Regions from separate parts of the Mus musculus genome. Here all the other regions are linked to region 2. The links are chromatin contacts, called in public promoter capture Hi-C maps. All regions are on one chromosome and are shown on one strand. The core of a region is the stretch at or near the end of the contact, and the rest is flanking DNA. Distances in the headings are between cores, read along the strand shown. Region 1 holds the start of Traf3ip3 (TRAF3 interacting protein 3). Region 2 holds the start of Kcnh1 (potassium voltage-gated channel, subfamily H (eag-related), member 1). Region 3 holds the start of Lamb3 (laminin, beta 3). Region 4 holds the start of Camk1g (calcium/calmodulin-dependent protein kinase I gamma). Region 5 holds the start of Tatdn3 (TatD DNase domain containing 3).

What was found. Promoter capture Hi-C pulls out the DNA fragments that hold promoters and counts their contacts.
Region 1: a contact with region 2 is called in a promoter capture Hi-C map of embryonic stem cells, with 3 times the contacts expected there. The contact joins the promoter of Traf3ip3 here to the promoter of Kcnh1 in region 2. A contact is called at or near these places in 2 of 39 promoter capture datasets (embryonic stem cells and liver).
Region 3: a contact with region 2 is called in a promoter capture Hi-C map of stem cell-derived epiblast-like cells, with 4 times the contacts expected there. The contact joins the promoter of Lamb3 here to the promoter of Kcnh1 in region 2. A contact is called at or near these places in 2 of 39 promoter capture datasets (frontonasal cranial neural crest and stem cell-derived epiblast-like cells).
Region 4: a promoter capture Hi-C map of pre-B cells shows a contact between it and region 2, with 5 times the contacts expected there. The contact joins the promoter of Camk1g here to the promoter of Kcnh1 in region 2. A contact is called at or near these places in 3 of 39 promoter capture datasets (embryonic stem cells, liver and pre-B cells).
Region 5: a promoter capture Hi-C map of pre-B cells shows a contact between it and region 2, with 2.6 times the contacts expected there. The contact joins the promoter of Tatdn3 here to the promoter of Kcnh1 in region 2. A contact is called at or near these places in 2 of 39 promoter capture datasets (pre-B cells and stem cell-derived epiblast-like cells).

Annotation. Positions count from the first base shown.
Region 1 is chr1:193,198,741-193,202,918 of GRCm38.p6, forward strand. It overlaps Traf3ip3 (TRAF3 interacting protein 3), which reads right to left and starts at 2,806. Exons shown (of 16, transcript NM_153137.4): 1 at 2,555-2,806; 2 at 2,153-2,258.
Region 2 is chr1:192,188,275-192,192,381 of GRCm38.p6, forward strand. It overlaps Kcnh1 (potassium voltage-gated channel, subfamily H (eag-related), member 1), which reads left to right and starts at 2,503. Exons shown (of 11, transcript NM_001038607.2): 1 at 2,503-2,812. The coding sequence starts at 2,734.
Region 3 is chr1:193,299,211-193,303,473 of GRCm38.p6, forward strand. Lamb3 (laminin, beta 3) reads left to right here and starts at 2,784. Exons shown (of 23, transcript NM_008484.2): 1 at 2,784-2,931.
Region 4 is chr1:193,367,795-193,372,075 of GRCm38.p6, forward strand. It overlaps Camk1g (calcium/calmodulin-dependent protein kinase I gamma), which reads right to left and starts at 2,488. Exons shown (of 13, transcript NM_144817.2): 1 at 2,381-2,488.
Region 5 is chr1:191,060,396-191,064,677 of GRCm38.p6, forward strand. It overlaps Tatdn3 (TatD DNase domain containing 3), which reads right to left and starts at 2,515. Exons shown (of 10, transcript NM_001357166.1): 1 at 2,406-2,515; 2 at 830-862. The coding sequence starts at 2,462. It overlaps Nsl1 (NSL1, MIS12 kinetochore complex component), which reads left to right and starts at 2,626. Exons shown (of 6, transcript NM_198654.3): 1 at 2,626-2,877. The coding sequence starts at 2,644.

The DNA.
Region 1 (4,178 bases), core at 1,556-4,055, 1.0 Mb after region 2:
TCAGAGAATCTGGTTCAGGGACTCAGAGGGGGAGATTCTATTCTCTTAGGATCACCTCCCTGCCAGACTCAGTCTGGTCCCCAAATCTTCCATCTATCAAGCATGTGGGGTGCCTTCAACAGGAATCCTAAAAATCATAAGAAACAAGACAAGAGAAACCTATATAGTGGGAAGTCCTCAAGGAACAGTTTTCAGGACAGGTCACCCTTGATGCCCCTCTAGGTGGCCTTGCCTGGCATCCATATAGTGCCCCAAACCCTCATCTTCACCCATCAGCTATGGATTTGGCTAGACTTATTTTGGGCTCTGGTAGCCTGGTGGAACCAGGGCTGGACTCAGATGAACTACACCCCGCCATCAGAGATTGTACCCTGCCTCCTATACCCTCTGGGGTCAGACTGTGGTGATGGAGGAAGGTCCTCGTCACAGCCGCTGCCTCTTCTCTATGACCTGATTATCCCACTGCCCAGGAATTCAGTTCCTCCATGGTTTTGCAAACACTGACCCCTCATGTTTATAGGCTGCACAGACTCTGCAGGAAGAGAGGTCCCTGTGTTTCTTTGTTGGGACTTTGATGCCTATCCTAGCACAAGACCGAGTCCTGTGCAGGCTTCCTATTCTCCCTCTGGTCACAGTACTCATTCACATGGCTGTTGCTGGGCAATCTCACTCTCTGGAGGGCTCTTGTGTGACTAAGTCCTGTATACTTTTAATTATCTGACTCTAGAGGACTGGAGGGACACTCTCTGCCTTGGGCAGAGCTTTCCCCAAGGACTGAGGTGTTGTTTGCCTTTCTCTCAGGCTTCTTCCCACTCTCCCTCTGTGGGGCTCCCTAGATCTGCCACATGTCACCCTGTTTATTGAATTATGTAGAAAATGAGCCAAAAAGCCTACTTGTGTTTTGTCATAAATGAATATATAGAGGAGACTTGGAATTACATACATGTGCATCTTCAAGCCACAGCACCCGATTATTCTGTCTTCACTGAAGGAGGGGAACCCTTGCTTTGGGGCCAGACTGTGACTCACTTCTAGGTTGTCAATACCCACCAAACAGGTATGTGTGTGTGTGTGGGGGGGGGGGGGTTGCTAAGCCTCAGTGTTCTTATTTATAAGATGGGGCTAAAACTTCCCTTGAAGGGGCATGAACCTTAAAAGACAACACCCAACACCCACACCATATACCTACCACATGGCATATGATAAGCGACAGCCTTTTAAAAATAATAGATATAAAAATATTGTAGTTATCATGGCTGGCGCTGAATACTGAAAACTTGGTGCTGTGAATCAAATGCCCCAGGGAACGCCAGACTGTAGGACAGAGAATGATCAATTTTGCCCTCTGACTCCCCTACTCCCACTCTCAGTTCTGAACAGGGCTTGTAGCTCCATCTTGGAATAATTTTACTGTGGTTCCTGTAGTCTCTGAGTTTGGGTTACAAGGACAAAACACTTCTGTGTGGTCTGGATGTAATCATCAACTCAATTAGGTCAGACAGGAAGTCAAAGAACAGGTAGGTGAAGAAAGGAGATGCCATTATAAGTGTGAGGGCTTAGGCTCCCCACTGTGGGACTTACCAGAGGGAGCTCCCAGGTTCCCTACCTTCCAGACGGGAAGAAGAAAGGTCTGAGGGGTTGAGAACAGGTCTGTGAGGATGTCTCTTCCTGTTCTCCATCTATTGTCTGTAGGGCCACTGAAATATGGCTATTTTACTCTCTGCATCATTAGGTCTTAATGCTTAGGAAGTTGCAATAGGAATGGCTCCCTAGAGAGAGGAGTGTCTCCAAACCCATAGCCTTCTACACCTCCTGGGGTGTGGCGTGACACCTGTATGGAACCACACAGCCTTCTAGGATGGTGGGATCATCCTGGCTTGCTTTAACGCAAGTAGGCTATGGAAAGTCTGATGGACAGGGACAGGCTATAGAAAAAAAGGAACTGGTCCTGTAGTTCAGAAAAAGGTCACAAGGCCACTGCCCAGGATTTCTGTAGTTTCTGAGGTACCCCTGGCCAACATGAAAGGGCCTAGTTAGAGCTCGGAGGAAGGGCTAGTACTGGCTAGGGAAGGCTCTCCTTCCTGCACAGGAAGACAGCAGCACACTGCCCCTCAACTACAGACATGTTGACTTGCCACAGTTTTGCACCTACCTCCTGGCTGTGTATGCAGAGGAGATGATGGGTGGCTTCCTACACGAATCTGGCCTTCTTAGTTCAGAGTTCTCAGCGGGAGCTGAAGAGCCTGTTACAGGGATCCCTACATTGAAGGGATTGGGAAAAGTCATTTAATTTGTGTTATGGATGCAGAGCACACCAACACCAAGCCATGCAACTCACACCTAACCGAAGCCATCAGACGGAGCAGAGCTGGGAGCCATACCCTGTGGTTGCCTGAGGTCTCTAGCACAGGATGTTTTTTTGTCATACAAGCCCCATCGAGTACATTCTACCACCTGCTGCTACGCAGGAGGCTGGCATGGCAGAGCGTATTCTGCCCCACCCTAAGTCAGCAGATCCAAACCAAGATCCCAAAGCATCTTCCTCCACAGTTACCTCAAGTCCCAGGTTCTGTCTCAAGTGTCTCAGGAGAGCCTTCAGCCCTTTCTTTCTAGGTCTCTCTGGTCTCAGAAGGCTGGGGAAGCTGTCAAGCCGAGTTTCTGAAGAAGTTTCTAAACCCCCTCACCATTTTCTTCTTATACTGACGTTATTTTCGCACAGCAGCATGCTGAAACAGGAAACACAAGCCACAGTGTTCACAAACCTCAGTTCCTCTCCTTGCCCTTAGCAATTTGAGAGGGCCCCTGCACTCTTGGGGCCTCCAGGGCTGGTGAGGAAGTCCACCCAGGCACCCACTCTCCAACTACCTGATTGGTCTGCTCTCTGGCAGTTTCAGCCCAGTATTCACTTCCTCTGGTTGGTGCTGTAGCTCGGTAGGTAGAGTGCTTACTTGCCTAGCAAGCACAAAGCCCTAGACTCCACCCCCAGCATTAAAAGCCAGACCTGAAACCCCGGCATTCAGGAAGTAGAGGCAGGAGGACCAGGAGGTCAAGATCATCCATATTGAGTTCAAGGCTAGCCTGAGCTACATGAAACCCTGTTTAAAAAAAAATGTTTTTCTAGGACTACACAGGGATGAATTCTGGGCCATATCTATACCTTGCCACTTCTGTGGTAAGACCCAGGAGGGATGTTTCTCATACCATCTAGCTGTTTGGAGTCTCTTTTTCCCAATACTGGCATTGGGTAGAGTCTCCTGTGGTCTGAAGGATCTGTGTGTTTTGTGGAGTTCCAGATCCTTGAGGGCATCCTGGATTCATGTCTTTATGAGGCAGTGTGGAGGGGTGAAATATGGAGGGCTAGAGGGCAGAAGGCAGGTAGCCAAAAGAATCTGAAAAATCCCAGTGAATTGAACTAAGAAATTTTGGGAAAAATTAAAGAGAACTGATACATTAAAAAGAAACTTACAAATGGGAAATCCCAGAGCAACTCAGGATAGATAAACAGGAAACTGAGTTTGTACAAGTTCAAGGACTGCTCTGCAACCTTCTGAACAAGCCACTCAGTATGGAGACTATACAGTTCGAAATGTGTGAGGCAGGTGTGAGACAGGTGTGAGGCAGGTGTGAGACAGGTATGAAGCAGGTGTGAGGCAGATAATGATATATTCAAGTAGCTAGGATAAGTTTTGTTAACATGGAGAACTTATCACAGTCCTCTTCATGACTGCTATTTCCTCATTCTCTTAAGAGAAAAAGTCAAGAAGTAGGCAGGAAGGAAGCACGCAGGCCAGATTCTTATACTAGAACCCAGACCAAGGAGGCTCCTAGGGTGAGAAATACCCGAGAACACAGGGAGACAGGAGATTGTATCAGAATTGCCATAGATCCTTTTGGACTTTATTAAAAACTATATAGAAATGTATACAGAGATCAAATTCTTATCTATGGCTGGGTACTCTTTGGGTGCTATACTCATGCTACTGGGACTAATGTTAATGCAAGTTCAAAGTCACATAGCATGGGTTCATGAGTACATGGGTACATGAGTGCATGAGTGCATGGGTGCATGAATACATGAGTGCATTACCAGCCCAAGTAATTTATTCTAGAATAAAGCTCCAGGTACTTTTATTAGTCTACTAGTGGTATCTATCTATCTATCTATCTATCTATCTATC
Region 2 (4,107 bases), core at 1,253-3,752:
CTGGAGTCCCAGTGAGGCAGCTCTGCCCCAGCACTGACTCAGGGTGAGCCGAGCGAGTATCACAGGGTTTCCTGTGAGTATAACTACTGGATCCTCTGCTTATAAGCTCAATAGAGACGTGGTGTGTGTGTGTGTGTGTCTGTTTCCATCTCTGTCTGTCTCTGTCTGTGTGTATTTGTGTCTGTGCTTCAAAACAAGGTTTCTTGTGTGTCCAGGCTGGCTTCAGACATGCCATGTGTTCTATGAATGATGGGGCAGGAGCAGCCTCCTCCTGTAAGTCTCAGGAAAGAATTGGACTGTTCCTTCAGTCAGAGGAGCCAAGGACCAGCCAGATACAGGGTACCGTTGGGTGTGCTTTCAAAGACCCAAAGAACTCTCTCAATGTGATTAAAGATTGTTGATGTTTTAGTGTAGTTTTTGTGTGCCATGGGAATCACTCTCTGAAAAGGTGTATACACACATCTGCTTTGAGACCCACAGAAATGGCATACTTCATATGGGAAGCTTACTCCTGAGCTCCTTTTAACAGGTAGCCCACCAAGGCTCTCACCTCAAACGAATGACACCTGTTCCTTTTTATCTAAGCCACAGAGTAGGAGGGAAATTTTATGGTCTCTCTCTGTCAGATGCCTCTCCCCACCCCACAACCCCCATTGTTTTCACTTCCACAAACAGGTGCATGATCTTGATTGAAGGGTCTCTCTCTCTCTCTCTCTCTCTCTCTCTCTCTCTCTCTCTCTCTCTCTCTCTCACACACACACACACACACACACACACACACACAATCATGTAAAGCTACCCCTTGAGCACTTTCCATCATGCATGGCACAGCTGTAAGATCTTGCCTTATTCAAAGGAACCTACTCAAATGAAGTGGGTAGCCATCAAAATCAAGTTCTCTTTGAGTAGTTTACCTCATTTGTAATAGAACAAAGAACCACTAGACGGAGCCAGTGTTTAAGAAATCACAGCTCTAACCTGCAGGGAGCCGTTATCCAGTGGGAGAGATGCAGCTTTACCTTCAAGTCATAGCACACACCAGTCCTGCCGAGCCATCTTCTGCTGGCAGGAGCGTTGCTTGAGTTATATCCACACAGATAGATGAAAGGTGACATTTATAATGGCCCAATTAATTTAGTCACTCTGAAAATGACATTTGATTTGGCACTTATTTTTTTTTTTTTCAGACAGATTTTGTGAGTTTGAGTGTTTTGCCTGCATGTTTGTACGTGTACTATGCACATGCTTGGTGCCTGAAGAAGTCAGACTAGGGCATCAAATGGTCTGGAACTGAAATTTCAGATGGCTTTGGCCTACTGTGAACTAAACGCAGGTCTCCTGCAAGAGTGCTCTCAGGTGCTGAGCCATCTTTGCAGACCTCCCGCACAGAACTTTAAAGTCAGGATCCCCCCCCCCCCCCCCCCGTCTATTCTCCGCAGTGCTCGACCACTCAGAGAATGCCTGGAAGGAATTGGCTCTGCTTCTGAGATTAAAAAATTGAGACAGTGTGTCTTTGCGAACCATTAAGGTGTTTCCGGAGGTGAGCCCCGGCGTCACGGGCTTCAGCGGCGGGTTTATCTTTGCATTTTATTTTGAATCTTTGTCCAGTTGGAAACTAACCAGTCAAGTAGCAATGCATCCTTCTGTGGGCATTGTCTCAGTCCCCCGCCACACGCACAGCACAACGACAGGTACACATTATGTGCAGTTGGAACACCCCCTCTTCCTTCAGTGAACAAGAGGTCCAAGTCATTTCTACCTGCTGTGAAGCCGCACCTGCTTCACCTGTGCCTTGTGGATGCTTCTCCAAGCCACAGCTATGGCTGTTTAATTAAAATCTGATGTACTTTTACTTTGGGAAGCTTTCAGAAGTAGCCCTCCTCTTTGATGCTGGACAGCCAGTTCCCGTTTTTTGTTTTTTTTTTTGTTTTTTTCACCTTACACACAAATCTTAAGAGATTGTACTGTAGCTGGAAACCCCGATGTGCCAACTCATGTTTTGTTGTTTTTCTTTTTTGGTAAAATGATTGCTCTGTAAGAGAAGACGCCAAACAGGTGAAAGCCATTTATCAACTGAGGAGGCTGCAGGCACATTGATGGTAAAGACAAACCAAAACGGCTCCTGGGAGCTGAATCTGGCAGTCACTCTGTAAGTTGTTGCCCTTAGACACTTGGTTGGTTAATTCTGGGGAAGCTGGATAGACATGCAGCTCATGCTGTTTGCAGAGCCTGAAGGTTCTGACTCCGATCTGACACCGCGTAAAGAAAGAGTCTTCTTGTGACCTTTTCGGGTGTGTGTGTGTATGTGACTTTACCAATAAAGCTGCTCACCGTGCTCTGCACACCCCAGGCACACTCTGGATAACACTTCCCGCTGCACCCAGAGGGTGCCGCTCCGGTTCCAGCCTCACCCCGTGGCTCTTGGTTACGGCTGTGTCCCCGAGGGATGCGCGCACGGTAGGGGGCGCCCTGGACCGGCTGGCTCCCTCCGCCCACGGGAGGCGGCCGCGGCGCACCGAGCCCGGGGCACTCGAGCGCACACCCGGGCGGGCCGCAGCGGGGAGGTGCGGAGCGCAGCGAGGGCGGCAGCGGGAGCCAGCCGCCGCCCCTGCGCTCCGGGGCTGCGGAGCGCATGGGGCGCGTGGAGCCAGGAACGCTTGCGGGCTGCGCACCCGGCCGCCTGCTGCGGTGAGACACGGCGCCGGACGCCCCCAGAGTCCGGCAGTCGGGAGGATGACCATGGCTGGCGGCCGGCGGGGACTAGTGGCCCCGCAGAACACGTTTCTGGAGAACATCGTGCGGCGGTCCAACGGTAAGAACTGCCTTTGGATTTCTGTCGCCCAGGTGGGTTTTGATTTTTTTTTTTTTTTTTTTTTTTTCTGAGTGCGGTGATTGCAGACGCCTCCCGCCTGGTGCCAACAGATGCGGGGGCATCCCGGAGCTCCGCTCACCAGCTTCTCTTGCCTGCGGGCCTGGGAGGTGGGCAGGGCTGGAGGGGGTCTAGTGTGCCCCATCTCTGGAGGAGAGATCTCTAGCCTACGCCTTTGGGGCCTTTTCCCGCGCCCTCCCGCTGTCCTCTCCAGGAAAGCCTGGCATTTGGTGAGAAAAGTCATGCGAAAAGTGGCTGCAGGCTGGCCACCTTCAAGCACTGCGCTCCTGATGCGCACTGGCCGCCTCCCCGCGGAGGCTCCCCGGGAGTCCTGAGGAGCAGGGAGGCCAGAGGTAGCAGCAGAGCTGGGCTACTGGTCCTGGCCCTGTTCGGGTGCAGGGACGTTGCCAACTCCACCTTCCATCCCTTAAGCAGGAAAGTCTGACCAGAAGAAACCCTTTGGCAGGGCTGTCTTATGCACCCTCGCCAACCAGCTAGAGCAAATGGCTCACGAAGGTCCGATGGTTTTTCTGGACTCAGCCGGGGAAACAGAGGGAACTAAGTGGTCCCGGGTACAAATTTGGCATCTATTGTCTCTTTTAAACCCTCCCAATCTTGTCCTCCATCACAAGCCGATTCATTACCCAAGAAACCTGTGCACAAGCACGAGGTTTTTGTAGCTGGGAGGAGAGAGTCCTACTATGACTGATGGAAGGGGAATAATTTTCGACACCTTTTTACTCAGAGATTGCAGTTTCCTATGGTTTATTAGCATGAAGCCCAGAAGGCGAAAAGTCCTCAGAGTAGCGATCCAAAGGGAGCTATCCAAACCTTTCCGACCCACAGCTTGCACATACAGTCCTGGAGATGGGGAGTTGCTGCATACACCTGTTCACCAGGCTACCCAATTCTGAGATCCCCCTAGCAGACTTCTGGGCCCCTCTCCTTCCAGAAGCAGGCGACTCTCTCCGTTGGAGAGGCTGTGGGGACCTAACTCAAGAGCTGGGTTTTGCCAGTGTAAACATGGCGTGCAGCCTTGGAACTTGGGTTGATAGTGATGAGCTTCCAGCTGAATTCAGTTAGGGATTCAATGGAAGGGCGTGAAAACTGACCCCTGCCTCTTATACAGTGTCTTTAATTAAAAAGGGACTTAAGTTTACAAGACAAAGCCCGTGGGCTACCATAGCAAATCTTACCTACTATTTAAGAGCTTTCTTAGAAATTATCTCACCTTTGTT
Region 3 (4,263 bases), core at 1,534-4,033, 1.1 Mb after region 2:
CTTAGGTAGTTGGTCAGAAGATCACACACACACACACACAAAGTAAAAAAAAAAAAAACTTAAAAAATAAATAATAAGTAAAAAAAATAAATAAATAAAACTACTAACAGCATTGGGCAAGTGAGGTTGGGAGCAGACACCAGACAGGGAAGATGGCTGTAATTTTTAATGTGGTGGTCGGAGTAAACCTCATTTGGGACTCAGGATTGGAAGAAAGGCTTGAAAATGATGAGAGACAGTTTTCAGGTGTCCAAGGGATGAGCCTCCCAAAGCAGCCAGAGCAGCTGGGACAAAGGTTATAGGTCAGAGGCAGACTTTGAAGTTTGAAGGCCTATCGAGGAGGCTATACTACTGAGACAAGAGCAGGGAGGGGAAGGGATAGGAATGGAGAAGCAATTTGGGGGGTGGGGTGGGGTCTGACCACAGAGGACCTCAAAGACTGCCTGAACTTTGGCTTTGACTTTGGCCTTGAGAGGTAGGGAGTTGAGCAGTAGTCAGCACAGATCTTGGAGACCTCCTGCATTTGGTAGTGTTGGGCAGAGTGGCTCAGCCAGGATGGCAGCTGGGGGTGGAGGTGGAGGTCTGGTTACTTTTGGACACAGAACCAGCAGAATTTGCTAATAGGTATTTGCTGGTATGGATGTAAAACCAAACCAGTCAGTCCAGGATAGCTTCACTTTCCTGAGCAAAAGTTCTAACAGCTTGGTGGTCCAGGGCAGCTTCATGGAGCTGCGGGCTCTGCTTTACACTGTTAATCTCTGGACATATTGGGCTCTGATGTTCTAAAGCCTGTGGCAAGTGACCTGAATTCTGGGGGGGGGGGCTGGCAGGGGGACACTTTGGAATGGTTGGTGTCCTGGAAGAGTGGGCTACACTTGAGAGCTGCTGAAACAGCTTCTAGAACATTTCTGTGTGGGAGGCCTTTGCAGAGCAGCTGATGTTTGTCTCCTATGAAGCCAAACCTGGGACCTGCCCCAGCTTGCAAAGGCTGAGACACCAAATGCTTATTTACCTGGGCTTCTGGGCTCAGAAAGGTGTGTGGAGGGGAAAAGGGGGGAAAAGGGGAGTTTATAGGGACCAGCCATTCACAGTGCAGCCTATCCCTCTTCCCTGCCCCTCCTCCGAGATCAGGGCTTCCACACCTAAGCTTTTCTGCAGGCTGAACTAATTATTATTGAGCTCTTTGTCACATCCGCTGGTTAAGGGGAGATTTCCTGGAGTCTAGACTTGGGCAGTGGAAATGAAATAGACCAAGTGATGGAGGTGGGTTCTCAAAACCCAAGCTATCAAAGGTGACCCTTCCCTGCCAGAACTGATAGGGGTCTCACTGTGCCCCTCAAGGACTGATGATGGAAGCTGTGTGTCCTCACTTTGCAGAATTAAACCAGACTTAATCAGAATGCTGTCCCTATCCCCTTGCTGGAGCATTGGCTATGCCTCTAAACAGCCCCTTGTCTGTTTGCTAACTTCAGGATTTCTCCATCTGAGCTTCATCTACATGTGAAGCTCAGGGTAAGACATATCCAGTTCAGTCCACAGAACATTCTACTTTTCCCTTTAAGGGATCTCAGGTGTATCCCTCTAATTTAAAGGAAACATTGGCACACTGGAATAGGGACATTGCAGAGTCTTGCTTATGGCTGGGGATGGATCTCAGCGGTAGAGTGCCTGATCCAGCACAAATGAAGTCCTCGGTTCTGTGCTCAGCATAATGTACACTGTGCATGGTGTGCATACCTGTAATCCTTGCACTTGGGAGGTGGAGGCAGGAGAATCAGAAAATCACGGTCCTTGTTGACTTTTTTAGTGACTTTAATGCCAGCCTAGGGTATGTGGAACCCTGACTCAGAAAAAGAGAGTCTCCTTCAAATTGTGACTTTGAGGAAAGTGTGTTAAAAAAAAAAATCAGTGTCTTCAGGACCAGGACAGGATCCATGACTTTCCAGGTTTGCTGAGATGCTCTCTGACCCAACCTGAAGGGGAAGTATTCTTTCCTCCTGGTCCTGCTTCTGCACTTAGTGGCTGGAGCCCATGAGACCCCACAAAGGGACTATGTTCCTGGGCCTGGCTGGTGCCAGGGGAAGCCTGCCTTGGCTTTAGTAGCCTAGCTGTGCCTCAGCCTTCTCCCACCCCTGGTCAGGTCTATTTCCTGGCCCTGCAGGCTGGCATTCCTGCCCAGGAGGGTGGGGCTCAGGAGCAGCTGGGACAGTGACTCACAGGCAGTTACCTGTCCTGGGGCTCCTTGCCAGCAGTGCCAAGGGAGCGTGAGGCTCAGAATGCAGGCTGCTCTGTTCAACTTCTGTGGGAAAACTGGGCTTTGTCCACTTCCTGAGCTTTTAAGGGCATTCTTCCCCCGCCCCCCAAACTTCCCTGGAACTTGGGATTTTCCACATTTTTTCTTTGGGATGATTATGGTGCTTTCCAGGGTTCTGAATATTTGGGTCTACTGTCCAGCCCAGTGACATGCCCAAACCCTAACACGATCCACTATATGCTGTGTGTCACCTGCCCGGTTGGTCTTCTATCCAGGGTAGTCTGGGACTTAAGAGGAAGCTGACACCTACTAGACTTGGGAAGGTGCCAAATTTCCCTGCCCCAAGGACAACACCCCCCCCCCCCATTTCTGAAGCCCCTGTTGCTGTCTGTTTCCAGCACCTTCCAGCCCTCTAGACACCTAAGGGCAGGAAGCCTCCAAGACCAACCCACTTGCCTAGTCCTGTCCTGAGGGTGGGGGTGCAGTGACATCAGATGGGCGTGGCAGCTGCCAGATTCCTGAGGCCGCCAGCAGTGGGGCTACACCCAGCCAGGGAGTCTCCAGAGGTGAGGCTGTTGTTTAAAACTGTGGAGCCAAGAGAGGGGACCCCACATTCCCAGGGAGCTCTCCGAGAGGGATCTGGAGAAAGGCAGGGGAGCATAGGAGCTCAGGGTGAGGTAGGTTTTCCGCCTTACCTGTCCTGTGGGGGTGGATGGAGCAGGTCTGGGGCCAAGGCCGATTGCAGGGCCCATGCAGCACTCCTCTGGGAGCTCACCTGAGAACACCTGGGTAAACGTCTGCGGCTGTTTGAACTGCTTTTCATGGCTGATAAGCTGCTGGCGACTTAGAAGAAAGCAGCTAAAATCTGGGCTTAGTACGAAGGCAAGGTGGGAGGAATGGTCATGGCCGGGCTCTGCTCAGCCTCATTCTTGGTGGGTTTTCAGCTGGGGCATGAGTGCAGAGAGTACTGCGAAATGTCAGGGATGCTTTCTGTCTTTGACCCTCAGTGGCCCTGAGACCTCAGGCCACAGTCCCAGCTTGGGTTCCCGACTGCTCTGTAGGAAGGACATCCATCGAAGCATTGGGATGTAATGGCAGAAAGGCTGCTGGTTCCCCTCTGCCTGACCACCATCCATCTTTCTTCCCCAGCTGCTTGGATGTCATTAGGCTGACCAGTGGAGGAAGGGTGGTGCATGCCTCTGAAGTGGGCCTGCCTCCTGCACTGTTTCCAGCTGCCTTCTGTGCTTTTGTTCAGAACGGGAGATGCTTTGAGATGCTCTTACTTTTCTTAAAACTGTCGGGTCCACCTCTCCCCACAGCACCCCACCTCTCCCCACAGCACCCCACCTCTCCCCACGGCACCCCACCTTTCCCCACAGCACCCCACCTCTCCCCACGGCACCCCACCTTTCCCCACAGCACCCTACCTCTCCCCACAGCACCTCCCCCCTCCCCACAGCACCCATGTTTTCCCACAGTGCCACCTCACCTCTCCCCAAGGCACCCCAGGTGGCTTTTAAAGATCTCTCTTCTTCCCATAGCATTCCTGCAGCCTGGTTTTCCTAGAATTGTGGCTACCACAGCTTCACCTGCACTGTAGCCTTGTAATCCTGGAGACCCTGTCAACTCAGGAAATGACCTGCCTCTAGACTTTCAGCACCTTTGGCTTGGGTGCTTTTGGCTTGTACCTAAGCCTGGTTTGAAGCCCTGAGAAGCCTGTCCCCCCCCCCCCCCTCTGCAGAAACAAAGCCTTAGACCTCCCTTTAGTTATCTGCTGCAATGGGATGTCCTCCCTCCTCCTGCACAGTCCCCATGTTTCCACACAGTTCAGAAGAGGAAGCTGATCCTGGGATTTCCCCAGGGCTCCCTCGCAGGTTCTTGCCATTGGCTACAAATGTGCCCACTGCTCCAAAGTGTCTTTGTGAAGATCCAGGATGAGGACCTGGTGAGGACAGTGGTCTAGCACAATGAAGAAAGGGTGGGGAGGGAGCTTGACCATCCAGGATGCT
Region 4 (4,281 bases), core at 1,238-3,737, 1.2 Mb after region 2:
TTCAACAGGGAGGAAAACCAGCCTGAGTAGGTTTCTCCACATGTCACATATTGCTGTCCATTCTGAGGAGTTAATGGCCATCACTTGTGTGTCTGTGTGTGTCACACATTGATGGCTATGATACCTAGCACTCATGCATGAGGTGACTCCTCTGTGCAGGCCTGGGACTCATTCCCATTGAATTTCATCACCTTGGCTGGGGCTTTCAGAGGGGCCAACAAGGACCATATTGGAGAAATGCAGAGTACAGACAGGGGGGACCCAGGATATTGCATCAAGATGCTTGGAGTTACAAACCTTCTGTCTGGGGACATAGCTCTGACACTCAGGGACAGGCTGTGCAGTCCTGCCCCCATTGCTATTTTCTGGCTGGCAGCTGCTTTGCCCCAGCCCCCCTTGCTGCCTGCGGACCATGGCATGGCGGCGTGCCTGCAGTTGTAGCAGCAGCCACAGCCTTTCCTCAGACTCCATTGCTCCTCCTCTCATTCATGCCTCAGCTCATTCACTCCCTGGCGCTGGCAGGCTGCTGCGGCTGGGCGCCGTCACTCGCACGCACTCCGTGTGGCAGTTTATTTCTGGCTGGGTGTGCATGTGTATGGGGGAGAGGGAACAGAGAAGAGCCCTCCTTTTGGAGAAGAAGGCTTTTTGTTCCCTTCAACCAGAATTGCTCCCAGGCCTTGGGGACTATTTAGGCAAGGACTGAGCCCCTGGGCAGGGTGGTACTAGGCACTTTGCAGGCATGATCCCTGCTGTGGATCCACCTCACACCATTTTATAGCTGAGATACTGATGGATAACAATGTTCAGGGGGAGATGCCCTGAGTCAAACAGATAGTACGTGGCCGTTCTAAGGCTTCCAGTGTCCTTGTCACTGTACCACAGGACCTGTTGCCTCTTCTGGAGGTGGCCCATGGCATGGTGCTCATCTTATCCTTCCTCTTTCTGACACTGTCATGCTGCATAGCACCTGACTTATTCCTGGGAGACACATGGCTTCAATGATCTGACAAAGGCTGAGTCTCCTGCAGTGTTCAAATCCTCGTTGTTGAAGCTGGGGAGCAGTGTCTCTTACCTGAGCTGCTCCTGGATCCATCTTAAACCTTTGCCTCCTCAGCCTTCAGGTTTTTCCCAAAGTTTCCGTCATCTTTAAACAGGGCTCTTTTACACACACACACACACACACACACACACACACACATCACAGCAACATGGAAAAGACTGGTGTTCAAATGCTGCCAGGACACAAGGGATGCTGGCTTTATAGCTATATCAGTCACCTTACTTCTCTGAGCTATATACTAAATGGGTTGCAGGGGACCATCTAGCACATCACTGGATGGATTAAAAGCCCATTGCCAGCTGCAAAGCGTGGCAGTATCAGCTATTACTAAGCACTTTGTACTCTGGTTCTCATCCTTGGCACTGGCTTAGCTCAGGTCCACAGGAATGATGGTCCCAGCCCAACCGTGCTCTGTGACCTGGAAAGATTCCTTAACCGAGACAGAACCCGCTTGACCCTCTTGACCCAGCTCAGAGATTTTTCCTCTTGATCAATTTTCTGTTTCCAGAGCAGGAGGCTGGCCAGGCTCACACTGCAGCTGGCCCTGCAACCACCTCCTCTAGTCTCAGGGTTAAAGCTGTGCGTCAAACTTACGTGGAGAGAGGGGCTAGCGTGGGTGGTGAATCCGAACCTACTCTGAATACCCCACAGAGCAACACTGGGCAAGTTTAGACTCCAGGAACAGATGAGCCCCTGGGGAAGGTGAAGGGACCAGCTATGACTGAAAGCTTTAGCTTATGTCTGTGTCCTGCATCTTTATGCAGCAGCCTTGGACCTGGGGTGGGAAGCTGAACCCTGTCTCCGAGACCCTGCTGCAAGGCCTGAGGCCATCTGCCCCCCCAAAAGAGCAGCCACAGGCTATTTACCATGGCCTTTGTATCCACAAGCTATCCATCCCCACCAAAGATGCTAGTGTGGGTGGGGTAAGCCATCTCCTTTGATAGACGAGTTAGGTCCCAGAGGTAAAGGAATGAAGGGTGAGCTAGAAGAGGGGTGCTAAGGAGCTATAGGTCCTGTTACCCCCTCCCATCCCCAGCCATACCCGAGCTCACTGGGCACAATGCTCTCCTATTTCTGTCTCTGCCCGTAAGTACAGAAGGTTCTCCTGGTCCAGCCCAGGAGGAATGATCAGATATCCCCCCCAGGAAGCACCTACTAGGGCCTCATACAGCTTCTCTTTCCATTACAACTTACCCTTGAGACTACAAGAGCCAGGAGAGACTGACAGGGGCTGAAAGGAAGTGAGTCTTCAAACCCTCTCCCTCTCCGTGCCAACAAGATAACCTCCCCAGAGACCAGAGAAGAAACAGGCTGTCTTACCCAGGGGCTCACAAGAAAGGTGCTCCAGTCTGTGATCTTGGCCAGCAAGCCTGCTCCTACAGGTCTGTGAGGATTAGCTGCCCCAGTGCTTTAACAATAAACCCAATTAAAGGGGAGGAATACAGGGGTTTTCTTTCCCAGGACTGTAACCAGGCAGCCTTAAAGGGGAGTAAAAGTAGCTAGAGTGGTTTGTATCTCTCCTTGCTTTTCTGGGCTCTGCTCTTCCTCCCTCCCTCCTAGGGAATTAAAAAAAAAAAAAAAAGCCAAGCTCAGAAAGAACCCTTTAATGCCCGAGTAGCTGTTTACACACTGTGTGTTTGAGGGCACAGCTGTGTTAAATGTTGTCTGCATTGATGTGTGAATAACAGAAAACAACGTGAGATTAAGTTGTGGATTTCCCCCTGAAGTGTAAACAGAAAAAAAGCAGAGAAGCTGTCTGGGACTGCCTGACTCAGTTTCCACTTTACACAGCAGTTGCTGGGTTAGGTGGTCTAAAAGCCCCTTCCCCCAGCCCTGGAACGGATCTGTATCTGCTGAGAAGTGGTCATCCTCGCTGAGCAGTGAGCCTATTATTTTGTCTCCGAAGGAGGAGGGAGAGAAGCCCCTGGTTTGGCAGGTTCTAGCCTAATCTCTGATGCCTCTCCTCTCCTCTCCTCTGGGCCCCCAACCCCATTCTGTCCCCAGTCATAACTCGGGAGACTGCAGGAGACCACTAGACCTCTAGAAATGCCCTGTTCCCTCTGGAACTTCATCTTCATCTCTCTGCCTTGCCCCTTGGCTAGTCTTCTTTTCCCTCTTCAGGTTCCTCGGGCCTCTGACTTCTGGATCTTGTTTTCTCCTTCTCTAGTCTCTCAGTGCTGCCCACCCACGCTCCCATAACCACCTTCATGAGGAACGCTCACCTGAATGTGGCCATATTCTAGCTACCTCCAACCTCACTTTTCTCCTGGAATTTTCCTCCTGAAGGTCAGTATCTATCAACTTCCCAGGAACTCTTCTTGTTTGTGCTGTCCCCAGATCCTGTTAGCCCTTAGACACGTTCGTATGTTCTTCCTAGTTAGCCTTCTATTTTGTGTCACCCCGAAGTGTTGGAAAAATAGCATTTTCATGGCTCCATGACAGGAGCTGTATTAAAAAGCATTATCCCTCTACCCTTGAGCCTGGCCTTGCTGTCTAGGGGTGATCACTTTTGTTACTTCTTACGCATGCCTCTGGCAAACTCATGGATGCCAACAAATAGAATATGTATGCATCTCCTTGTTATGCCTTCTGAAGTCTCTTGTTCTAGTCTACTTCCTGTCTCTGTGATAGACACCTTGACTAAAAGCATCATGGGACAGGAAGGGCTTATTTGAATTACACAGTTCTGATTACAGTCCATCACTGAGGAAAGTAAAGGCAGAACTTCAAGAGGAGCTGAAGTGAGACCTGGAGGGGTGCTGCTTACTGGCTTGCTCCCCTTGGCTTGCTCAGCTTGCCTTCTTATACATCCCAGGACCACTTGGCTGTCAACCCAGAGGTGGCTCCACCTTCAATGGGCTGGACTTGCCCAGTGCCTATCATCAATCAGACAATGTCCTCCAGACACGCCCAAAGGGCAATCTGATGGAGGCAGCTCCTCACCTGAGATTCTTTCTTCCCAAGCAACTCCAGTTTGTGTCAAGTTGATGAAATCTAACTAGCATAAGATTTACTTCTGCGACATTATTCCAGACTGTCCTGGTCTGTGAGATACAGACAGGACAGGCCCTCCCAAGGTGCTGGCTGAGAAGTTTCAGGAGGCAGGAGAAAAAGCCTGACTTCCTAAGTCTTCCATGGACTGGATGTGTGGCCTTAGTCAAGTGAATCTTGACTTACTTTTCCTATCTGTCCTGTGGGACAGTTACTGGCCTTGCCTCCTG
Region 5 (4,282 bases), core at 1,265-3,764, 1.1 Mb before region 2:
CTATAAAGACCAAAGGTAAGCATTTCTTTAATTCATTGGACAGAAACTGCATTTTGGGAGGAACCACCATCCTTAGGCTCATGTGATCCCAAAGCCCACAAGCCAGTTAAGCTGCCACAATGGCAGTGTACACGTAATTCCAGAAATACTTCCAAGATTCTGTAATTTTTACTTTTAAATTTTATTCTCTATGTGTGTGCCTGCAGTATGTGTGTGTGTGTGCACTGTGTACACACCGCATGCAGTGAGTGGAAATCAGAGGACACCTTTCTGGAGTTGGAGTCAGTTCTGTGCTTCCACTGCAGTCCCAGGAATTGAGCTTGCAATATCAGACTTGCAAGTGCTTTTCTCCACTGAGACATCTCTACAGCCCTTGATAACTTTTTCTAACAAACCAAAATGTTTCCAAAGACTGTAATACACCCTTGATCTCCAAAATAATATGACTTTAAAACTCAAAAGACTGACTGCCCCATTCTCCAGTGCTGCTAAGCATGGTGGCTGTAGGGACACATTTTTAAATCAGACCAGCATGTCTCTATCATTTCATTAGCATGTGCCTTTGTCCTGCTACTAACCTGCAGACATTAGATTCCTCATCTATCAAATGGAGAATATATGACTATAAAAGAGTAACTTCCTCAGAAGGTGAGACTTTAAATGATCTAAAGTTCAGTGGGGGGTTAGCTCTGTGGCTGGCACAGAGTGAGAGCTTAAATATACTGCTGACCACGGAAACAGCAGAGTCTGCCTACTTGGTCCCTAAAAACAGTATGTTGAATGAAACAGGAAGGGCACAAAAGGGGGGGGGATATGGATTCTAGCTTACCTTCCTGGCTTTCTCCAACACATCATCCAGATCCTACAACAAACAGAAGCAACCACGTTTGTTTTACACGAGTAATTAACTGCTCTTGGTCCATATACAGGCAGCAGAGGCACCATTAAGGACAACATTGTTAGCAAGGAACAGAGTGGCAGAAAATGAAGTCACCCTCCTCCTTACTCTCACAGTCCATGATGCACACTATATCAAAACAGAGATCTCTGTTGCCAAACACACAGAGCTTTCCTGTCCTCTCTCACTCTGTCCCTCAGAGGCTTCTGGACATTTCCCTCATGATTTGCTTTCACAGCCTAGTGGTAGGTAACTCTTCAGTCTCCTTGACTGATTCTCTGTCCTTTTTGTGACTTCAAGCTCTTCTGTTCTCTTTCCACTTGCCTTAAGGGATTCTGCCTTTTTCCTTTGTTTGTTTAACATCCTCGACCACACTATGTAAGATCTCTATCACTAAGCTATATCCTCCCCTTCTCGTGGTTTTTGATACCATGCTGAATCTCCAACTTACAGAGTTTTTACTCTCTCCAAGACCCACGACTCACATTTGAAATGATTATGTATTCTAATCTTTCCACTTGGATGAGATCAGACTTAACCAATATCCCCCCACTAGGATTTCCAGCTGCCCACCTGCCCACTCTGATCCCAAACCTTTTCTCGTCTCAGCAAAGGCCATCACCATCTTCCTTACAGGAAGCACAAACTGAAATCTAAGTCATGCTCGATTTCTTCCTCCCCTTGCTGTTCTTATCCAAGGCATGCATGTACTGTTGGTGTTATTCCTAAAATTTGTTGAGTACATGGTATTCTCATGATATTCTCACTGTACTGGCTTCTACCAGCTCTTGTCTGTAAACTGAGACGTTTCCTAAATGCTCTCACTTTCTCTCCTCCACCTTTTTGCCACTCAGCAGCAAATTTGTCTTCAGAATATTCGCTCTCTATATATATTTAAAATGGGTTTGTTTTTAAACTTTTAAGGGTTAAGACTGTGCATCTAATGCAATCCAAATGTCTTACTGACCTTGACCTACCCTTCCCAGCTCCTGGAAATTTCTCCTTTATTAAGTGTTTCCAGCTGCTGGTTAACTAAAACAGATCAAATTCTATAATGTATGGGAGGTCTACAACCTGCCGGTGTTCATCACTACCATACACTCACACCCTAAGCGTCACCTCCTAAGAAAAAGGCACCTACTTCTCCTTCCTCTTCACTTTCCCCAATGTAGCCGGTAAAACCTATTTCCATCCCTACACATTCACTCCATCAAGTGTTATTATTTTTGTTTGTCCCTCTGCCGGGCCAGAACTAGAACCTCTGCTAAGGGCTTGGATGGATCAGCACACCTCAAGAGTGGTAGGAGAAAGGGGTGTTGAGACGACAAACTAAAGCTTCATAGAAATAGTTAACCGCCGTGTAAGATGAGGAATGTCAGTTCCAGGACGCTGGTTCGAAAGGGTCGCCATAGACTAGGTACGGTCTGAGGATTTGGGGGAGAAAAACTTGCGGGAAAGGAGACACGGCCCTCCCGACTCCCGCAAGCCCCAAGTCCCCCTCACATACGTTGTCAAAGTCCGAGGCGGAGAGATGGCAGTGACAGTCCACTAACCCCAAACCCATAGCTACTCCTGCAGGCTTCTCGACTGCAAGCCAGGCGGCGGAACTCTGGGGCCGCGGAACCCGAGGCGGAACCTTGCGGCGGCGGCGGATCGGGTTTCCAGTCGGACGCGTGCAGGAGCGTTCCAGGGAGGGAAGCATCCTTCCGGTCTCAGCGATTCCCGCCTTAGTTTAAACCGGGAAGATGGCGGCTGTCTCTGAAACAGTGCTCGTCTCCGCCCCGCAGGACCACGATGCCCAGGCCGCCTCAGACCCTCAGGCCACGGCAGCAGACTCTCCCCTAGAGGACTTCCGAGTGCGCTGCACCTTGAAGAGGGCGGTGATGGAAGTGATGGAGATGTGCGGTCGCTTCGTGCAGGAGCTCGGGGCCGTGCTGCCGGAGGACGTCCGCGAGCTCGCGCTGCGGGACGCACAGTGGGTACGGACCCCTCTTTCCCGGTCCTCACCCAGCGCATCCTGGCTCTGGCTCGGGGCCCATGTCAGGCCTTCGCAGATGGAACGATGCCCAAGACTGGCTTGGGAAATGCCAGGGAAGGCAACTAGATGCTAGTGCCGCCTGGGTGCTGCTTCCTGTCAGGAACATACAGGGCGAACACGTATGTAATCTTAAGAAGCAGGCGGTATTAAGTGTACCCATATTCTTGAACATGTACAGCGCTATACGTATAAACAAGGCATCACATTTTGCTTTCATAGCAAGCTTTCAAATCTTGTGTTTTACAAAACATTTCTTTTGGTAGTTAAGTGCGCAGTAAAGACAAAGTCGCTCTCCTGTGGGCCAGCGCAACTTTGCTGGTTGGTATGAGGAATTCTCCAGGAAATGATAATCCTTGAAGTCAGTCATCTGGCTAGGTTTTTGGTCATTGTTATTGTTTTTGTTTGTTTTTATAACATCGTGTGGATTCGGGGAGAAAACATTTTCTTTTTAAGTTGAAAATAGATGAAGAAGCTGTCTTGGTGTTAAATTTTACCAAGTTCTAGTTGAGCTGGTCATGACAGTGTATGCCAAGTACTCGGAAGGCAGGGGCATGCAAATCTCTGTGAGTTCGAGACTAGTCTGGTCCACGCCGTGAGTTCCAGACAAGCCAGGGCTACGTAGAACCTGTGCATCCTGTTGCTCCCCCGGCACCCATAAACCCTTAGAACACACTTATTTCTCCTATATTTTGTGTACCCCTGAATATGATGGTTTCTGGGAAAAGACACTAGAGATCGAAGGACTGCTAACTCAAGCAGATAAACAGCCTATATGTAGGGGAAAGTTTCAAGCTTGTAACAGCACATTCATGACCAATGACAAGAGTGCAGAGTAAATATAGAGGTTGTCAGCATCAAAAACTAAAACAACAGTGGTTAAGGGAAAGAATAATGAAGAAACCTTCCTTGGATTGTAGTTTTATACCCCAGTTTTGGGAATAGTAGCTCCTGTGTTATTCTCTCCTTAGAAGTAAGGCAAGGAGAGAAACGGCACTTAATGTTTTTAATAGTTATCTTGGGAGATGACTGTAACTAAGAGGGTTTATCTGATTATAGAAAAATGCTAAGATAATGAGAACATTTACATGTAGGAATAGACAAATGTGACTTCACCTCTAATAGCTTGTTGAATGAGATCTTAAAGAGAATCAGAAGTAGAGAAGGTTTGTTGATAAACATCTAGGAAAGACTGAGAAACACAGTGACATTCTTAAATGATAGATGAAACAGCAATGAGTATTTCAAAGACAATTTGTTTTCTAAATGTCCTCAAGAGTTTAATATAGTAAGAATCTTATCCTATAAAATAGGTTTTTTTTTCCCTTTAGTGCTAAGAATTGAAAGCA